Linked DNA regions of Mus musculus: region 2 is linked to region 1. A link is a contact called in public HiChIP or PLAC-seq data. All regions are on one chromosome and are shown on one strand. Each heading gives the region's core, a stretch centred on a gene start, on an enhancer-like site or on the middle of the called end of the contact. The rest is flanking DNA. Distances are from core to core; before and after follow the strand shown.

Evidence for each region. HiChIP or PLAC-seq counts read pairs in DNA pulled down with a chosen protein or histone mark.
Region 2: a contact with region 1 is called in a BATF HiChIP or PLAC-seq map of CD8 T cells, with 9 read pairs. The contact joins the enhancer-like site here to the promoter of Smyd1 in region 1. A contact is called at or near these places in 1 of 15 datasets of contacts at CTCF or cohesin (CD8 T cells), 1 of 484 Hi-C or Micro-C datasets (CD8 T cells), 3 of 115 datasets of contacts at active chromatin or transcription factors (CD8 T cells, the SCID.adh cell line and embryonic stem cells) and 2 of 9 other capture datasets (adipose tissue and pancreatic islet).

What each region holds. Positions count from the first base shown.
Region 1 is chr6:71,260,516-71,263,934 of GRCm38.p6, forward strand. It overlaps Smyd1 (SET and MYND domain containing 1), which reads right to left and starts at 1,766. Exons shown (of 10, transcript NM_001160127.1): 1 at 1,553-1,766. The coding sequence starts at 1,689.
Region 2 is chr6:71,339,829-71,343,276 of GRCm38.p6, forward strand. No RefSeq gene overlaps it. Among named protein-coding and RNA genes, the nearest start is that of Cd8b1, 19 kb to the left of the region's middle. RefSeq lists enhancers at 1-2,605, 2,806-3,302. Within about 2 kb of position 1,518, at least 25 of the 459 cell types and tissues checked have an H3K27ac peak or open chromatin away from gene starts, as enhancers often do. A contact at or near this core is called in CD8 T cells, where this site is marked.

The DNA.
Region 1 (3,419 bases), core at 516-3,015:
TCATTCCAGGAGTGTTTGATTTTATGAGAAATAGGAACCCATAAAATGTCTCTTAGTTGGAAAATAAGTAAAATGTACATCTACATGTATAGGGTGGAATATTTACAGCTGTAAAAATGGATAGCCATGTAGTTTGTGAATAAATATGAAAGCTCTATGCATAGTTAAAATAAATTGATCTTTGAGGCTTTATAAGATGTGTCAGAGCCGGGTGTGGTGGTTCACGCCTTTAATCCCAGCACTTGGGAGGCAGAGGCAGGTGAATTTCTGAGTTCGAGACCAGCCTGGTCTACAGAGTGAGTTCCAGGACAGCTAGGGCTACACAGAGAAACTCTGTCTGGAAAAACCAAAAACCAGAAAAAAAAAAAAGATGTGTCAGGACAGGCAAGATGGCTGAGCAGGTAAAGGTGTCTGCCCCCAAGGCTGAGGATCTGAGTTCAATCCTAGGACCTATATGAAAGAGGGAAAGAACTAACTCCAGAAAGTTGTTTTCTAACCTCCACATGTACACACCTATGTACAGGAACACACACACACAATTTTAATGAAATCGAAGCAAATGAAGTAACTATAGATAGACTCAATGTCCTCACAAGGATAGGATCAGAAAAAAGCAAACTCTAACCTGAGCCTTGAAGCACGGTATCATTCTATAAAACTGACAAAGACAAACTGTGGCTCTCCAGCTTGACTAGGGCAAATCAATATATGAAGTAATATGAGAACGTTCTGGGAAATGTTTATTTAAAATAAAGCACAAGTTACCCCTAAGGTAGACATTGGGCAAGACTCTAATATTTGGATTAACTGACTCCTGAAAGCTATCCTCTGGCCTCTCCACATGCACTGGGGCAAGAGTTAAGTTCCACACCAAGGCACATGAGTGTTTTGCACACACCCACACATGTATTACTTATAGTTAAACCTAACTTCTTATATTATCACACATGCTTTATATTCTATTGGGTTCTTCAGACTTTTGGTCTCACTTGTATATACAAATGAACTAAAACGAGGGGGCTTTTTGTAAGAAAATATTTCCTGCTGCACCATACCCACCCATCCACAGCCAGCACGGTCTCTTAGCCAAGTTCTCTGTAATTAGAAAAAGTGTCTAAAGGCCCTGCTCAGCTTTGGACTCTGATAGGGATCATAGATAGTTAGAGACAATGACTCCTTGCAGAAAAGAGATGCCAGCAGATAGCTATCAGAAGCGCAATTTGAAGGGCCAGCAAGATGGTTCCGTGGGCAAAGGTGCTATCTATCCAACAGGGCTGACTACCTGAGTTCAGTCCCCAGAGCCTGCAGGGTGGAAGGAGAGAACTGACTCCCGAAAGCTATCCTCTGGCCTCTCCACATGCACTGGGGCAAGAGTTAAGTTCCACACCAAGGCACATGAGTGTTTTGCACACACGCACGCACATACACACACACACACATAAATAAATGTAATAATGCTTATATTAAACATTGAAGAACCCATGAACGTCACTTCTTTCCCTGACAGTTTGGGGAGCCAGAACTTAAGAGCTTGGCTCCCTGCTTGACATACCTGTCAAAAACCACTGCAGAATAAGCCCTCTCCGCAAAGATGACATCCGCAGCCCAGAACTCCTTCGTAGCCTTCAGACCTCTGCCTTTGCCCTCGGAAGTGAAGACCTCCACGTTCTCCATGCTGCCTATTGTCATCTCAGAGTCTGTCAGGCCTTCGAGGTGGCTCGCTCACACTGAGCCAAGCCTCTTGTCCTTGCTGCTATTTAGCTCCTTCATCGTCCCAAAGAGCAGGACTATAAATGGACTGGCCACCTCCCCTTCCCAACTCCTCTCCAGAGCTGGGCCCTCACCTCCCCCTCCACCACTGTGTCAGGAGGGAAAAGGCCAATGAAGAGTGGCCTTACAAAGGTCTCGTTCATCACCCAGAAAAGACACCAAGACAGAAAATGACCACAAGCTAGTGTGGTCCTGACATGGATCCTGACAGACAGGATTTGAAAACCCACTTAAAGATACTCCCAGCATGTGCTGTGTTCTGAACTGCGGTCATATTCAGCTTGAGATGAAATCAAGAGCACTTGGTCAGTAGGCTATTTTTAGCCTCCAGGTGCCTCTGACAATCAAAAGGAGACAACTGGAGTGGACAGAGAAAAGAGGCAAAGTAATAATGGCTGCCCTGGGACCCTTCAGCTGTCAGATGCAGACTTTCTCAAGTGAGGTGGGCCCCTTGCCCCACCCCCACCCTAGTGTCTCCCCGTGGCAAGAAATAAATAGCAGAAGCTAAAATGAGCCTTTTGCCACATATGTAGCAGAACTCTTAGGACTCAAGGGACATTGTTTCTCTCCCATGTCAGCTGTGTCTCTCACAGCAGCCCACCCCATGGCATGGAAGTCAGAATTCTCAGCATCACTGGTGATACAAGACAGCTGGATTCAGAGAAGGCAGGATTGAAAAGAAGAGCACCCGTCTCCCAGACCTTTCTACCAAACTCCCTCAAGGATGTGTCTGTGGCCAGGAAAGTATCAACTTGCTCTGTCCCTCCTCTCACTCAGGAGGGGCGATATTAGAGGCATGGTTCTAAAATCCCGGTGAATTTAGCACCACTCCTTGGCCAACTGGCCTATCTTACTAAGGTTGAGGGAATGGCCCTTGCGGATTCTGCTCTGTGGCTTAGCTTCTGTGTAGTATTTTTTTTAAATTTCTGGTTATGTTTAGATTCTGGGTTGTTATAGTTTGAGTGTGACCCTCACAGTTCAAGTGTCAGAAAACATAAATGAATGGGGGGGGGGGGGAGGAAGAGAAGAAATAAAAGGAGGTACATGTGACTACTCTCAAATTGTGGAGGAGATTTTATTCCAGGTAAAATGGAGAAAGCCGGCAGAGTGCAGTCCAGGCTGATCGTGACCTGAAGACTAAACTGAACTATGAAAAAAGAGAGGGGGAGGAATAAGAGAGCAAGAGAGGTGGCCTGAGCCCAGAGGCCAAGAGATCTTCATAGCCCAAATGCCTGCATTATATAGGGATCTGGCTGGGGGAAGGGATGTGGAAGCCCAGCCCTGGGAGAGAGAGACTTAGGATGGGGGAAGGATAAAAGTGCTAGAAGGAGCTAGAGGTACTGAATGAGATTTGTCCTGGGTTTAAGACCTAACAATAACCAGTGCTGCATTCAGGAGAGTCAGCACATCTTAGAATGATTAGTTCATTAGATCTGCGCCCTCACAAATGAATGAACCCATTATCGAGAGAATGGAGTCCTATGAGTTTGGCCTCTCCCCCACCACATATCCACTGGGGACCTTTTGCCATTCTGTGATTCAGCAAGAAGGTCTTCAGAATCAGGAGTCGATACATTTTTGTTCACTATAAATAACCCAGTGACCCCCTGTCAATGGGCAAAGAGACACCTTGGTGGTGGTGTTCTTAT
Region 2 (3,448 bases), core at 268-2,767, 79 kb after region 1:
AAAATAACTTCAAAACCCTGGGTTCAACATCCAGCATGGTTAAAAAAAAAAAAAAAGGTAGCATTGATGAGAAACTAGGTAGATAAATTGTGGTACAGCTTTATAAGTAAGTTTATGCCGCTATTAAGAAATGTATTAGGGCCACATGTGAGACTTTGTCTCAAAGTGTGTGTGTGTGTGTGTGTGTGTGTGTGTGTGCACGTGTGTGTGTGTGTGTAAGAAAATACTTAAGAAAAAGAAAATATCAGCCCATTGTTCTACAAATCGGATTTTTTCCTAGCAATCTACCAAGGCCTGCAAGCATATGATATATATGCATATAAAGGGGCCTATAAGTGTTCACTCCGAGAGAGAACTCTTAAAAACTGCGATAGATGAGGATGCTGGAGTGTCCCCTCCACAGTGGATGTCTTCTAGCAGGGATTCCAGAGGACACGCATTCAGCTCCAACTAGGGGGCAGCCACTGAGGGTCTGACCCTGCCCCACTGAGTAAATATATAGTCAACAAAAACTGGACTTTTGTTTTATTTTGTTTGGGTCTGCCTGCCTGCCTGCCTGTCTGTCCATCTGTCTGCTGGGGGATGTAACAAGCGTGGGGTCAGGAAAGGGAAGGACAGTGTAAGATGCAAGACTCAATATGAATGTTGTGTTGAAAAAGAAAGAATTTACTTCAAGAACATAGCTCAGTGGTTCAGAACACTGGCTGCTCTTCCGGAGGACCCAGGTTCAATTCCCAGCATATCAATCCATAGCGTTCCAGGCGATCCAATGCCCTCTTCTGGCTTCCACAAACACCAGGTGTGCAAGTGGTTCACAGACATTCATGTAGACAAAAGACCATATACATAAAAATAACTTTAAAAAAGAATTTACTTTCAGTTGTTCCTGGCAGCAATGTTGGAGACTTTCCATTTCTGCTTTGAAAACCATAATGGGGGGGTGTAAGTGGGGAGGTTCAGATGGTAAATCCCTTACTTAAGTGACATGCACAAAACTCACGAACCCAGGGTGGTGGTGCTTGCCTGTGATCACAGCAGTCAAGAGATAGAAGAAGCAGGAGGATCAGAAGTTTAAGGTCATCTTTGGCTACACAATAAATTTGAGACCTCATCTCAAAATAAATGAAAATAAAGTCCCAAGCAAAGAACATTGCAGAAATGAGTAAAATTAGTATTTGAGCAGCTGGTTGTGTGGATCTGTGCGTAAAAAGTTTCTTTTACAATATCTAAAATACAAGTAATTCTTCCACAAATGTAGCATGAAAAATATTGTAGTATGTCTGAGGCCACAACGCAGGAGGCCCTTTGCTTGTATCCTAAATGGTTACGGATGTACGACATAATCCCCGTTAGCTGGGTTCTGGAATATTGGTAGTGTCTGCCTCTCTGCCCTGCGGTGGTCTAGATTGACAATGCCAAGTAGAAGGTTCTAGAAACAGCACTTTTGTCCTTGGCCTCCTTCAGAGAAGAGCAGCTGCAGGTGTGCTGCCCCCAGGTCCACCCGCAGGAGGAGAGGGGGCTCCGATACCAGCCCTCTCTCTCCTCCTTACTCAACCCCAACCACAGCAGCCCCTCTGCGCCGATAGGAAGTGGGCGGCTTGTTTTCAGAAAGAGATTCCCCAGCTTTTGTGGGCTGCGAAGCAGCTCCGAATCTACCACCTAGTCAAAGAGAAAGAGAGAAAGAGCCCCGGGTTCACAGCCCTGGGTTCTCTGGGTGGTAAAGGACAAAGAGATTTCCTCTGTTTTTTCTTGGGAAACCTCCTCAGCTCCTCTATGACACTCTTCAGGACTTGAGTCACTGCTTTCTGAAATCACCCATACCAGTTTATGCACTCAGATCGGGACCCGTGGTCTCGAGATCGGGGCTGCATGGCCGTATGCTGACACCTCTGGTTTGGGGAGGTGGCTGTTGTTTTGTTGTTGTTTTAGGGAGGTTGCTGCTGTGTTTGCTTTTGTTTTTTGTTGTTGTTTTGCTTGTTGTCCTTTTGAGACTGGGTCTCCTGTAGTCCTGGATAACTTGCTATGTTGTCTTGAATGTCATTGAACTGCTGATGGTTCCATCCACCATCCTCCATCCTTCATCCTCCATCCATCCTCCATCCTCTATCCTCCATCCTCCATCCACCATCCTCCATCCTCCATCTACTGTCCTCCACCCTCTACCCTCTATCCTCCACCTTCCAAGTGCTGTCTAAAGGAGCATGGCACCATGCCTGACAGTTTTGGTTTGAGACAGCCTGTTCCTTGTGGGGGGACCGAGCCCTCCTCCTAGGGGATCTTGGTACTAGTTAAAATATACTAGTTAAATATACTAGTTAAAATATACTTCTTTGGGTCACCTTCCTGCCCAGGTTTCCCAATGCATGGATCAGTGGTACAACATGGGCAAGGCAGAGCCTTCAGGGCCCTAGGGCACATGACCTTCCTCACAGGCACTTAGCAAAAAGACTTCTCCGTGTCCTTTCATCAGTCCAAGCTACAGCCTGCAGGAACCCACTGGCTTTTTTCCCTGTTAACATGTTCATATGGATGGTGTCCCTAAGTCTTAATGTAGGAGACTAAGAAAGAAACCAAGTAAAATGCCATATTGAAGTCTTCAGGATCCCAAGCGAGTGAGCCAGAGCTTGTCCCTCCTGCGGCTCCCCACCCATGTGCCCTGTGAGCTCACCAAGGCCATCAGGTACTTGGGAATGCTCAGTCTACCCAGAATAGGTGACACAAGCTTAGCGGTCACAGAAAGAACACACGCCCAACCATGTAGCTGTCAGTGAGCACGTGTATCCCAGCCCTGAGCTGACATTCATGGACAACTCAAGGCCAGCACTTGCATGACTCTGAGAACAACCTGCCCCAATGGCCCACTGGCTACTCCTTAGTCTCAGCCCTGGACAAATGGACAGAAAAATTCTGGGATGGTATGACCTGAGGCAGAGGCAAAAATTGGCTTTGAGAAGTCTTAACAGTCTCTCACAGGAGATTTCATGAAGGTCTCTGGGGTTGGGTGGGGATAAAGATAAGAGGGGAAGAATTGAGCTGGTGTGGGTTAGGGGTGGAGGCCCACCTTCCCCAACACTCCCCTCCCCAGCACCTCCAGCATCCTGTAAGCCACAAGCTACGGGCTACACAAGGCCAGGCTCAAGGCAGGCCATGACCCCTGTGCTCCACCCTCTCTTACCACAGGCTTCTGCCACCCTCAGGGTACACAATGGGAAACTCGACCATCACAAAGCTCTAACTGTCTTCAAGCTTGAGCAAGAGAAGGGGAGTCCAAGCTGACCCCTTCTTCATCTAGCACCCACCCCGAAGCCACACTGCTGCTTAAACTCAGACGTGCGGAAGTAGAATGGTTTCCGTAGGCAAGGAGGACTGACTAGAAGACCTTGTATGGGTTTTCCATCCCATATCCTGTGATCTACTTTGTGATATAGAGGCCAACAGAGACAAGAAC